2 separate regions of the Sus scrofa genome follow, and region 1 is linked to region 2. A link is a contact called in public HiChIP or PLAC-seq data. All regions are on one chromosome and are shown on one strand. Each heading gives the region's core, a stretch centred on a gene start, on an enhancer-like site or on the middle of the called end of the contact. The rest is flanking DNA. Distances are from core to core; before and after follow the strand shown.

Evidence for each region. HiChIP or PLAC-seq counts read pairs in DNA pulled down with a chosen protein or histone mark.
Region 1: an H3K27ac HiChIP or PLAC-seq map of alveolar macrophages shows a contact between it and region 2, with 3 times the contacts expected there. The contact joins two enhancer-like sites. A contact is called at or near these places in 1 of 5 promoter capture datasets (liver), 5 of 47 Hi-C or Micro-C datasets (blood, liver and skeletal muscle) and 2 of 2 datasets of contacts at active chromatin or transcription factors (alveolar macrophages and skeletal muscle).

Annotation. Positions count from the first base shown.
Region 1 is chr7:11,532,656-11,539,665 of Sscrofa11.1, reverse strand. All of the region lies in intron 4 of JARID2 (protein Jumonji), which reads right to left. Among named protein-coding and RNA genes, the nearest start is that of JARID2, 180 kb to the right of the region's middle. Within about 2 kb of position 4,820, at least 17 of the 83 cell types and tissues checked have an H3K27ac peak or open chromatin away from gene starts, as enhancers often do. A contact at or near this core is called in alveolar macrophages and liver, where this site is marked.
Region 2 is chr7:11,462,831-11,469,648 of Sscrofa11.1, reverse strand. The region is part of intron 2 of JARID2 (protein Jumonji); the gene reads right to left. Among named protein-coding and RNA genes, the nearest start is that of JARID2, 110 kb to the right of the region's middle. Within about 2 kb of position 2,693, at least 7 of the 83 cell types and tissues checked have an H3K27ac peak or open chromatin away from gene starts, as enhancers often do. A contact at or near this core is called in alveolar macrophages and liver, where this site is marked.

The DNA.
Region 1 (7,010 bases), core at 3,571-6,070, 68 kb before region 2:
ATCTCACCATGGCTGCATCTCCCCACAGCCCAGGGCGGGGAACATTCCAGCCTGCTGCTTTGTGCGGCATCACGATTTCCTTGTCTCTGCTCAGAAGTCACCTCCTCAGAGAGACTGAGCCATCCTCAAAGAGCATGACTTATGGCTCACCCCCATGGCATGCCTCAGCCCTTTGGTGGCCTACAGAGGGGGCTGTCCTGCGGTCCCCTCACTGTGGCCCATTTCCGCACCTATGTGCTGGCGTGTGCCAAGGGTAAGCCCTCCGTGGAGGCCAGGATGGAAGGGCAGGAAGGCCACACTGGTCCCATTTGTGAACAATCCCCGGCCTCCTTCATCCTTTAGGAATTACACGTTTGTGGAGCAGAGGGGCAGACGCGGCAGCGACCCGGCGGTGGCACGGAGACAGCTGGATGGATGTGAAACAGACCCAATGGCAACAGGAGAGGCCTGTGGTTCTGCTCCCAGGAAAGATACTGGCCATCCCAGTATCCCCAGAGATCAAATGGAATTCAGTGTCACTAAGAGTCTGCCCACGTGGGCACAACTTCTACCCGCACCACCATCCCGGGGGAGGCATAAATTAGGAGGATGGGAACAGCACATACACACACCAGGGTATCTAAAGCAGGTGACTACCAAGCACCCACTGTGCAGCACAAGGAACTCTACTCAACGATCTGTCATAACCTACAGGGGAAAAAAGAAAACCTATGCCTATAACTGAGTCACTCTGCTGTGCACCTGAAACTAATACCAAACAACATACATCAACTACACTCCAAGTCTAAAAATGCACCAAAAATTTTTTAAATAAAAGAACGTCCTGAGCTCCTTGCCCACGAGGAGCCTCATCTAACAAAAGCCAGCTCAGGTCGGGGTCTGGCTCTGGGGCGGCCGCAGCGGGCACCAGCCCACCCCGAGGCACGCCGCGCCGCTGTGTTCCACGTGTCTGCCCTCACACAGCACAGCCGTCCCTGGGCCACGACCTGCAGGGCCCAGAGGGAGGGTCCTGCCCCTCACCCACGCACAAGAGCCCAGCGCTGTCTGTCCTTCCAGATAAGCTGCTGGTGGGAGGGGGAGCCCCCCTCCATCTTTTTCCTCTTTTCTCCCCCACACCCCAGACACAGAAGAAGCCTTCGGTTAGGTGGCATCAGGGGCCACAGCCAAAGGAATGTTTCACTTACTGAATCAGTTAAAATTTTACCCAAACATATCATCTTCAAATACATTTCATACTCAGGTAAAAAGAAAAAAAAAGCTTAGCACCTTTACAGGAATAAAGCAGCAGACCAAGATAAACACTACCACTATTCTCCAAGTTCGCAAACAACTCACCAGACGGGGCTTGTGAAGAAAGCCCACTGGTAGCTGAGCGAGTCCGATGCCAAATACCATGTCGTTCTGTGACACGCTCTCTGTGCCCCCCGCCCCCGCGCCCCTTCCTGCCTTGCGAAGCTGCCCGGGCAGCCTGCCATCACCGGCCTCGAGAGGGGGTGGCACTGTGTCTCCAGGTTTCCTCTGGGGTCATCTACAGAGCAGAGCTAACCAGCTCATTGCTATCTGTACGCTCCATCTCTGGGGGAGCCCTAAGTATGGCACAGCAGCAATTTCTAGGTTAATTAAATTCCATTTCTGTCCAGGATTTTTGATAGTTTACAAACCCAAGGAGGGCGCAGGACAAAGCAGGAGTGAGAGGGCCGGGTGGTGTAAAGCAATGCCCAGGTGGTCCTCGTGGAGGGAAATGTATGCCCAAAGACCATCTTATTAACTTAATATTCAATATTAAAAACGTAAGCTGGTAAATCCAATTACTTAGATGGCATCCCAATCCCAATTGGAAACAAAGAGCAGTGCATGTGTGGGAAGTGGGAGGGCAGAATGTGTGTTCATTCAAAAAAAGACAACGCCAAGTGTCTGGCAAATGCAGAGTGACCAGCATAGCCAGGCCCTTTGTGCCGGTGTGGGAGCTGGGCCTGAAGCTTTGCCAACTTGCTGAAAGGCTTACTCAAAAAAAGGGGAAAAAAAAAAAAATTTCCTGTGTTTCCATCCCCTAAATAAGTACCCACTTTATTCAACCCCCAGACACACACAGTACAAACCTGGCAGCTAGTCAAAGAAACAAGTGTGTGTGCGTGCATGTGCGCGCGTGCGTGCGTGCGTGCGTGTGTGTGTGTGTGTGTGTGTGTGTGAGTGAGGTTGTAGGGGGTCGGGCAGGGGATATCCCCTGCCTAGGGCAAGCTGCCCACCAAATTCAAATGCAAGTGCAGTTGTGGGCCAACCACAAAGGATGGTTGTAAACATCCTGTATAGTCAAGAGAAAATAAACACATCCTCAAGGGCACCAGGCGACTAGCAGAAACCAACTCCAGGCAACTCGGTAACAATGGGTGTCTGTCTCCTGGGGTGGGAGGACTTCACCCAGACGCAGAAAAGGGAGGTCAGAGGCTCCCAGAGAAGAGGTCTGTCACCCGGAACTCCTCCTTGATGGTATTTCTGGAGATCTCGCCATATTGGATCAGAGGCCTCATTTCTTGCTTTCCATAGCAACAGATGAAATCGTTTGTTTACTCTAAAAACCACAGGATGTTAAATATTTGCAGCACTTGTCTTAATTAAATTACAGAGTCAGCTATTTAGAGGAAAAGTTTGCTATTCACCCGATTTACCTAAAGGAAGTATTTTTTGGTTGAATCCCTTCAATACAAATCTTTATCAAGTTCTGCTTGGTCAGAGAGATACAGGAAGAGACTGTGGGATCACAAAGACTTGGATGCTTTGGTTCAATGAACTTGTCATCTTGGGCAAGCTGGGCCTCTATTTCCTCAGGGGACAGGCGATGGGGGGTAGCGGGGACCGACCTCCTCTATGAAAAGGAAAAAACTGAGGCCCACTCTAGCTCCCATCTTCTCTGATTTCACCTATAAAACCTGAATATAGTAATTCCTGTAAGAATAATTCCTCCTGCATCATGATCTCATAATTCTAGACGAATCTTTCGTTTAGAATTCCAGTACTGATCTTTTTTGCCTGTGCCAAGCAGGAAATAAAAACCTACATCTCCAAAATGCCTGTGTTGCTAAAGACTACTAGCGCCTGCTTCTTCCTAACTACAGGTTGTCAGGCAAAACAGCAAACATGTTAACTTTCAGACTGTGAGATACGTATGCTGCCTTGCACGTCAGAAGGCAGGGCTGGAAAAAAAAAAAATAAAATAGAGATGTTTTTAAAAGATGGCACAATTCCAAAAGCTGTTCCATAATTCCCTTAAACGACTAACAACAATATCATCTATACGCTGCTTCCTTAGGACCTAATCCTTCCGATTAAAATCACTCATTTTAAAAAACACCTGAACTTCCTTCAAAACGCCGAGATATCCTGAGGAAGGCTAACCGAACCACTTAGAAATATACTCATCACCAAAACGCCAAGGAGAAGGCGAGCACTGCAACCCCAACACCATCACCACCCCCGCAAGACATTCCAATGGCTCACAAATACTGCACTCCCTCAGAAAGCAGGCATCAGAGAGAAAGGAGAAGAGCAAAAGCACAAAATATCTGCAAGACACATGCTGCATCTTCCCCAGACAAACAGGGTTTAGAGGTGAACCCACACACCTGGTATGAGAAGTAAAATGCAGAACCACTTCTGATCCCGCTAATAAAATGGTGCCATTATGTGGGGTTTGGTTTTGTTTTGTTTTAAAGTCTGATGCAGCATCCTGAAATGTCAAAGAACCAAGGCTGCCTGGAAACCCTGACTCTGTCATGATCAAGGAAGTATTTGACATTGACTTCTTTTGTGTTCTAGAAAGCAACCATGTCAAATTTGAGACGGATCATCATTAATCAACAATTAAAGCGGCAACAAAGCCCTTTTGTTCTGTCAGTCACAAGTGTCATATGTGCTATAGCTTACACCAGTGGAAAGCCACCAGTTTTGGCACCTCAAGGCAGCATAATCTTCTTTTCAGGACTCCAACTCCAAACCATTTGCAGGATCTAGGAGTTGCAAATGCTCTTCTCCACAAAGACTGCTGGGTTCAGGGCGGTCTTGAGCAAAAACTGTATCTTACAGCAAAAAAAAAAAAAAGGTAACACAAGTCAGAGGGCCAACACATGGAAGTTTAAAATCTTAATCCAGCCGGGATCTGGCCAAAGAAATTCCTAATACACTATTGTAGTTACAAGGTGTGAACAAATTATCAAAAGTACATTCAGTTGTAAAAGCCCCAAAGAGCCAGTTGAAATGCTGATCTGTCTTTCTATTCTCTCTTCAGATGGGGCTGCCAATTTTGTTTTTAAAAATACTATTTCAACAAAACCCCTAGCAGTTTCTCAATTTTAGGTTACTCAATACCCGGCTGCACACTGCCAGAGAACTCCTCAAATCCTGGCAGAGACGACAGCTGGGACAAGTGAATGACTCCGGGAGACAAGAACCACATTTTCCTTCGTTCTTTAACAAAAGTTAAAACAAGAAGTTCATCCTGCAATGCTGCACAGCTCATTCATTTAAAAAAAAAAAAAAAAAAAAATCCAGCAGAATCGGAAGCAGTCTGAGGAGTCGATCCTATAGGGCTTTGCCACCAGAAACATTCTCCACGGAGTTGCACAATGGGTAAGATTCGAAACTTCATCATCACAGGACAGACCAAAGCACAAAGGCAGTGCTCAGAAGGCCAATGAGTCCCTGAAAGATACGGAGTAGGCTTCCTTCAGCTTCTCACATCCTCTGCCTCTAGGACAGGAAGGACTGTAATATTTAAAGGCTGGCAAATAGAAAAGGGATTCTGGACAATTTCCCCACCCACTGGAAATCCCATGAAGTAGCCAACAAGCACCAATAGATGGCAGTAGAGAGTCTTCAGTCACCAGTCTGGGGATGGCCCTGAAGAAAAGGGGGAATTCTGACTTTCACACATTTATGACAAGTCTAAGCATTAACCAATTTTTAGGAGTGCGCTAAAATCTGACACCAGCTAAGAAACCAGCCACGGTTTACATCAAGTAGGAGATGAACAATTTTATTAGCAATACCCTTTGCTAATAAGGAACAACTCAAGTTCCCTGCCTGCTTATGGAAAATAAACAGCAACTCACAATTCAACATTTTATATGCTGACAATATACCTAGGGCTAAAATCCACTGGACTGTTTTCTGAAATACATCCCTCCCTCAAAAGTGATTTAGTACCACTCAGAAAAGTAAGAAAAGGCAAAATTAAAGCAAGGCACTATGTTCTAACATGCTTCCTTCACTCAGAATCATGGAGGACTCCGACAGAAACTTCTTTAGCAGGCTGAACATAATCACGTGTCATTTGCAACATATGGGTGTTAATGAGGCTACCACCAACCCAGTGCTGAGTGAGAGTCTGTCCCATGGCAGAGATGCTCACGTCCACACAGGGTCTCTTCCTGAATGTTTATCAAAGAGGTCTAGGTCTTTATGACAACTGCCAAGAGATGAGGACACATGATCATAATTAAAGAATCTGCTAATCACTAACGAATACAGGAAGAGCCATCATCCTCCTTTTTACTGTCTGTGCTTTGTGATCCTGGAGTAATGGGACGTTCTCCCAATGGAAAACAGGTGCTCAGGCAGCATCCAGACTCAAGACTCAGCCCAGGCTCACCGTCACTGGAGGCTGCCATGACAGATCCAGCAGACACAACAGGGGACAGAAGTTTAAATAAAAACACTGGAAATTGTATCAATTCAAAGGAGGCAAAAGAAGCCATGGCATAGAAATCATTTTCTCTCTCTCTCTTTGTTGTTGTTGTGGCTTTTTAGGACCGCACCTGCGGCACATGGAGTTTCCCAGGCTAGGGGTCAAACCAGAGCTACAGCTGCTGGCCCACACCACACCCACATGGGATCCAAGCCACATCTTCGACCCACACCACAGCTCATGGCAACGCCGAATCCTTAACCCACTAAGCAAGGTCAGGGACTGAACCCGAAACCTGATGGTTCCTAGTCGGATTCATTTCTGCTGCACCACAACAGGAACTCCGAGAAATCACTTTCTTTTCTGACAATACCTAGCATACCCAAAAGCGACACTGAATTTCTACCAACATTCGAGGTTGCACGAGGTCAGACCAGGAAGCAGAAACCTCCTTCCAAATGGCATTGCTGCATCAAACCAGACCGGCCAGGAGAATGGAGGCCGATTCCAGGGCAACAGTCCCCCACATTTACACTCATCCCGGGACCTCAGACACCTCCATAAAAGGGGGGCTGAGGGTATAAAAGTCCCCCCAGCGCGTCCTCTTCAGCCTTGTGGAAGTCCCAGGCTGAGAACCCACAGCCCCTCCATCTGACATCAGGGACGAGCACCCAGTGGAAAAGCGTCATGTCTGCGGGTGGCAGCAGATGACAAGCAGAGACTCACAGAATGTCTGCAGGACACACACATCCACCACAGAAACTGTGCGTGGCTCAAAGAACCTTCTCAGGGGTCTGGAGAGAAGGTTTTCTGACTAGACCTCCCTTAATTCCCAAATGAGAATTTCACCAAGAGGACAAAGTCAGTCCCAGAGGCAGAAGGGGCATTGTCATCAAGTATTTACCTTACAGCCATTTAACCAACAAAACCCAGCCATTAATAAACTGAGTCACCTATCCCCGCTTTCCAGAAATACTGTATTTGCATTTGCTGAGACGGTATAAACATAGCTCCAAGGATTTCCAAAGGATTTGAGCAAGGCCAGTAGCAGAAGGCAAGACTGGTGGTGTGCAGAGACCCAAACAAGCCTCCCCTCTACCCAGTGCTGCAAATGACTATTACGCCCTTTCGGTCTGTAACATTCGAGTGCCCTGACAAGGTCTGATCCCCACGGAGTTCCAGGAAACAGCGCGAGACAAGTAGAACCTCTCATACCTAATACCCAAGCGGTACGCATCACTGCAGCAACTCCAAAGGGCTGAAAGACTTCCTGTTCAATTAAACCCTTCATTAATCCCTCCTGCTCGAGCCCATTTTCTAGAAATAGGAA
Region 2 (6,818 bases), core at 1,444-3,943:
CCCATTAAATAATGTGTACTTATCTTTGATTACCGCCTATTTAAAAAAAAAAAAAAAAGCTACAGCTGAAATTGGATTAAGAACTTCTGCTGAAAACGATTTATTGCATAACACAACTCTGACAGTCTGAATCTCCGGCCACCAACTGAGCTTTATAAAAATCTGCTGGGCAGCTGCCAAGTCAGCTCTTTTGCGTCTGAGCGTGTCAGACCCGCCGTTGTCAAGGCGGCAGCAGCCTGGGCGCGTTCACGGTTAAATGGTGCAGTCAGGGAACAGCAGTGAGCGCCTGCAACCCCCCTGCAATTCCTGGTCTGACAGTTTGTTGTTTCAACATAATCAGCAGGATTATCCCCAAGAATCCAGCAGAAATCACACTGGCGATCTACCTTCAAAGGGGGGACGGAGGGGGAGATCAAGTCAAATTACCAAGACATCCCTGCCTAGAAAAAAACCAGAATGAGCTATGATGCAAAGTGACTCTACAACCACCTCATTTGGGAACAAACTATTATCAGGGAGGGTCCCAAAGGAATTCTGAATGATTTGGATCTTTTTATCTTTACAGCCTTTTTATGCTAATAAGGATGCCCCCAAAGTCCCCCCAAATGGCACGTTCTAAGATACACTATCCAATAGAGTAGTCGCCAGCCATATTTATGACTAACTTAATTAAAATTCAAAATTAAGTTCCTTAGCTTGTATTGGACACATTTCAAGGACTCAACAGCCACAAGCCTCCAAAAATGGGCAGCTCAGCCCCAAAATGTTTCCATCCACACAGAAGTTCTACTGGACAGCGCTGTTCTAGGGCAGCACTTCGAATTAACTGGACGGGTTTTCAACTGTGTTACTTTCTCGTGCATTTCACTACATTCCCGAGATTTCAAAACACGTACTTTTATGCTCTACTCAGCTTAGCAGGAAAATTCTAGAATATGAGAATACCTGGCACAGAAAACCAGAGTCCAAATTAGCTAAGAACAGATATCCCCTCTACAACTCTCAGGGAAGTGGTTCCAATTTGTTCTGCTACATCGTGCCTTCCAGATCCGCAAAGAATGCACAGAAAATTCTGAGGATGGAGTCTAGGATGCTTCAGTCTACAAGAAAGCCCTGAAGATGCCCTCAAACCATTTTTTTTTTTTTTTTTTTTTGGTAATTCCCTACAAAGTAAATCCTCTGGGATTAAGACCAGACAAAAGCCAGCACTCCACCAACCAGTCTCCCAGCACCCACAGGGGGACCCAAACCTCGGAGATGGAGTGCCTCCTGCCAGGGCCAGTGAGCCACACCCAGGGTGAGCGCAGTGTTTACACTCCTGTTTCTTTCCGCCCCCCGCCCCCCGCCAGGGCCCTGCTGGGGTCACTCTATGAGCTCTGTCAACACCTGACTGGCTTTACGAGCTCTACACGGACCTCCACCCAGGAAATAAGCATCAAAGAATATACACTCCCAGGGGACTGGCTGTCTACTCATGCTGCACTGGAGAACAATTAGGGGTCTGTGGGGCCATTTTGTGAAACATTTCAAGTTCAAGTAAAGTACACAAATAAACCTTGCATTTCAGATAAATGAACACCGCGCCATGTCTGCCCTTTCCCCCTTTTTCTCACACCCTCCAGAGGTCCCCGGAGTTAAGGACCACTTTGGGATTGGTCTGCATCCTACCATCACAGGAATGCATCTCCAGAAACCAGGTACCTGCCCATCTCCCCTCCAAACAGCGCTTCCCACGAATGCTAAGTGAACGCAGGCCACTGCGGGGCAGGCCACGTACTCCTGCCTCTGCACCTTCTCTCCTCTGCAGCCAGCCAGGGGAGCAGCACCACACAGACGTTTCCAGAGGAGGGGCAGGAGGCTCGGGCAGACCGCATCCTGGCTAGTCTGTGCAACTGCAGACCTGCCATGTGGACTCATCTTTGTGTTCCCAACATGTAGGGTGAATCTAGTACACGGCAGGCACTCAAAACCGTTTCAATAATGAACACATAGAAGCAGCAATCTTAAGAGAGACCTAAACTCCAGTTCTGGAATTCTCTATTTCCAGAGATGTACAAACCAAGGAAGGGGCTGCCAACCTGGACATTTGTGAGAAACAAACCACACACTGCGAGATCCACCCCCAGTCTCTCCCAGGGTGGGGACTGGGGGTGGGGTGATGCTGACGCTGTGGGTCAGGGAACACACTTTGAGAACCACGGGTGTACACAGCTTTGCAAGGGATCTGACTCTCATTTTGACTTTGCATAATAACTTCTCACTGCCATGAAACATATTATAATTGCCAAATATAATGCAATTTATTGACTCTCCCCTGTTTTCCTGTTTCCTCCCCCACCGTTTTCAATTCTCTTTCCTCTGCCCTTCCCAATCTCTACTTTATGAATCACTGCAATGTGTTACTTTCTAAAACCATCAATGCGTGGCACTCCTTCCCCTACTCAAAAGCTCCCCCATGACTAACTAAAGGGGGAATTTCCAAATTTCTCAGCGTGGCCTACAAAAGCACCATCAACCCAACTTAGGCTTTAAGTCCTTCCCACTGTGGAGCTCCCAATACCCCTAACTGACCAGGGGTGAGCATCTCAAGTAGAGGCGACAGCTTTGTATCCCTATCTCAAAACAGAGAGCAGGCAACTGGAGCTTCAGTGTTTATTAACTAAATATTGATCATGACTTCCACAATAATTCAACAGTAAATAAAGAAGAGACTTTCTAAATACACAGAGATAAAAGTCCATCCTCAAATCTCTTTCACATCAATACTTTGGTACCAAAGAAATATATCAGCAGTCAATCAGGCTCAATTTACCAGCTTCTGTTTCAGTATTTACCCACTGTTCCTGGTTTGTATAATGCATGGAATACATGATTCAATGTGGCCAGGATCCTTAACACAAGATATCAATCTTATTCAAAGTGAGCTATTACCTACTGCCAATCTATTCCTGGTCCAATGACAAGATTTAATTATATCACAATTTCACAATGACCTGCAAAGATCACAATTATTTCTGCCACCTAAACTAAACCAGAAAAGCTGCATGGGCTCCTGTATCCTAACCAGTTCTATCTAGTATTAGTTCTTCCATGTAAAATGACATTTCATGCAGGTTTTTTTTAGCTCTGTAAAGCCTGAGAGACCAGTAAATGACTCATTGGAAAGACTCATGCTTGCTTACCTACAGACTGACAAAGCTCCCCCAAAGTGAAGAGGGCTGACCCCCGCAAAAGGCGACATAGTGTATATGCAATCTCATTTTCAAACAAAGCTGTTGAGAAAGCAAATGCGGCCTTCTAGAAGCAAGTCATGGTTCGTCCTATGTTGACACGTCAATGACACGAGGAACCAAACTCAGGTGATGAGCACAGCGTGTATTAAGCACAATTTACACTTGGGGTAATATGTGTGAAAGAATTAAGCAGAAGTGGGGAGATGATAATTTTACTTTAAATAGGAAGCCAAGGAAGAGTTTAGAACAAAGAAGTAAAATTTTGATTTACAGGTTTCAAAAGCCTACACAGGTTTCTGGGTTGATAATAAACCATGGGAGGTGTGTGGGGAGGGGCAGATACTATGGACGGTTGTGACAACTGCCTACACAAAAGCTGAAGAGACAAGGAAGTAGCAAGAGGCTATGAGGACCGGTTACATTCTAGAAACACTTAAAAAGCTGAGCCAACTGGGTGCTGATGTAGACTGTGAGAGCAAAAAGGGGTCAAAGAGTAACACCCCCCCTCACCCCCCGCCAAATTCATCTCAGGACATGGAGTTGGGGGAAAGGAGAGCACTTTGGGAGGGAGAAACCAAAAACTTAGTTTTTGGACATGCTGAGCTGGAGTTGACGATTCAGATGCTGGGAGATACAGGTCAAAGTTCAGACCATGTGTCAAACCTAGAGATGTGAAACACAGCTGGTAGTTAAATATCAAACCTAGATTCCAACTTTGAGTTCTTTATCTAAGGGCAGAAAAACATCGGTAACTTCTTCATCCGAAGTCAGGGGTGAAGTCAGGTAAGGGCTGGATGACCTGGACAAGTCGTTTTATGGCTAAGTAGGTTTTTAGAAACTTAGGGGAAATGATGTTTCCAAATAGTGAGTGAAGGCAGAGGGCTGAACACGGAGGAAAAGGACTGTTTCACACACTCCAGAGACGTTCTAGAAATGGCTCCGCTGGCCATCACAGCCCCAAGTCTTAAGTTCAATAATGTGGCAGAGGAGACCTTGGAAACCCACTGCTCAGCAGGGGCCAGGCTGTACCTCTACGGCTGCTGCTTGTGAGAAGGTTCTGTGATCCCAAGTCATAAATCACGTGCTCAGTCTCTGTCTCACACCCCCTGATGCCCCCTTACTATGTACAGCTTTACACGCAAATGAGAAAAGTGACCGACATCCACCACAGGCAGACAGAGGCAGACCTGAGGCCCCCTCTCCCAGGAACCCCAAATATGCTCACAGGACACCCTGCACAGCAGCTGAGACCCTGCGGGCAACCTTTCAAGTGGTCACCAATCAGAAAGGACGCGCAGAGGTGAGACAAACTATCACCTGTCTCTCTCAAGTGAAGCTCAGAAGGAGCCAGAGCAGCCACTTCTGGATGCCGGCTCCTGGCTGGGCCCTAAGACTTGGAGGAAGGAGTCAGAAAACAATTCCCACTAAGTGGTCAACGTTGTTTTCTACGGCACCCACTCACGAGCCACCCCCATCACCAAACCCACATTTCTCTGTGGGTGTGCTTTCTCTGTACATTTCTCCTTCAGGAAACCTCAAGCTCCTGATGAAAAGATTTTTCTCTCCTGCAACTGCTCATCACGGGGTTCCCAGGAACCCGACTCCCATCTTTCCAACCAGTCTACCGCATCCACTGCTGGGGATTCATGTTCCAGAAACCCTTCTCTGGAATCCTAGTCTCCCAGCAGGGCTGCCATGGAAATGCCCTGGGGAACTCTATCAAGGACAGAGCTCCCCACGACTCCCGGATGCCACAGGTCCAGCGCGCGCGGTCTGTGCCCTGAGATTTTGATAAACTCAGAATCATGGCTCTAAAACAAACTCCGGCAACACCCACCCATCAACACTCCCTGCTTTGACAAAATCACAGTCTCCGCTGTATTAAAATCATTCATATCCTGTAAGTTCCCTTGCGGCACAGCAGGTTAAGGATCTGGCTTTGTCCGAGCCGCAGTAGGTTCGATCCTGGCCCAGGACACATGGGTGCAGCCAAAAAAAAAAAAAAAAAAAAAAATCAAGAAAATCATTCATCTCCTACCAACTCCCGAATATCTGGCCTGGTTCACATTAGGATCTTAATAAACAACTGTTGAGGAAATGAAGCTTAAAACAAAAGTTGCTAAGGAAACTATTTAAATAGAACACAGAATGTTTTAATACATTTTCATCTTCCTGACATTCTCTAAAATTGAGCATTCTGTATTCTCCAAAGTCAGGAAAAACAAAGTTTTAGCTGATACTAAAGCTTGCTTTCTCTGAAACAAAAAACAAGCCCTTACTGCTCAATCCCACTGAACAAGGTATTCAAAGCTTTCAGTACCTCCACCTGAACGAGCAAAACCAATCCTGCACATCTATGAGTCAGGAGTTAAGCTCTGATTGGCCAATAACAGATACAAATAATACCTCAGCACAAGTATCAGGAAACTAGGTCATGACTGCTGGCTAATTTCATTACATCAGAAGGGAGAGATTGGAAAGGCAGATCACCTTGGCCCCAATACCCCCTTAGTGGGAACTAAGAACTAAATTAAGAGGAAAAAAGCCTTCATATGTTCATTTTCTCATCACCCCAAAGCTTAGGTTGCAACAGAGTAACTCCAGCCCTTAAGTCACCCGTAGGTCACAAGTGAAGTGTTCTTTCCTCTTTCTGTGCCATCAGAACAAGGACCGCCAGGCTTGACTCTGTGAGAGCTCCTGACCACATTAACATATAATTCAAGTTTTGTTCCAGACAATTGGGCTTCTAGAAAACATCAAGAGAGACTGAGCAGCCTGCCTGCCTCCTTCTAGCTTCTAACATTGTCCCCAGTTACCAAGCAGGCCTCAAAAAGACCTGTACACCCCACACACCAGAGAACAGATCTCACCCCTTTAACATGATGGCAACAGACTGGTTTATTCTTCACGTTGATGATAAAGCACTTAAAAGGAAGAAAAAGAAGATAGAAAAAAGGAAGGGGTAGGGGAGGAGAGGTCATCCTATACAAAACAATTATTATTATTTTTTTTAATGGCCAGTTGGCATCTGACTAACTTTTCAGACTATTTTATAAAAGCCCTGACCTCAAAGAGAACACTTTCCAATTTTAACATACATGCCCACACAAAGAAACCCAGCAGGCACTCCCCAAGGGCCAAAATAAAATGCTCTCTAGTAATTACCATAAATAGAAAAGGAGATGGGCTTCCTGAGTCAGAGTACAGAGTACAGAAAAACCGCCAGCAAGAAAAACATCATAAACAAAATTACACAGCCAACAATAAACTAGGAGGAAAGTGGAACTGCTTCTCAGTGAGATGCAGAGAAACACATGTGGGAGAGGCTCAAGCAGGGGAAGGGACAAAGGGACACGTCCACAAGCCTGCAGAGGCGACGAGGGTATAACGTGACAGCACAATCCGTAAATACAAGAAAAGCTTCTGGAAAATCCAACAATATGACTCAAGAAAATATCTGAGAATTTATTTCCACTAACTCTCACTTACTCTTTCCTGTACATTTGGTACAACATTTTCCAATCAATCGCAGTGTCTTGGATTTTTTTTTTTTTAAATCAATACTCAAAATTATTTAGACAGTCT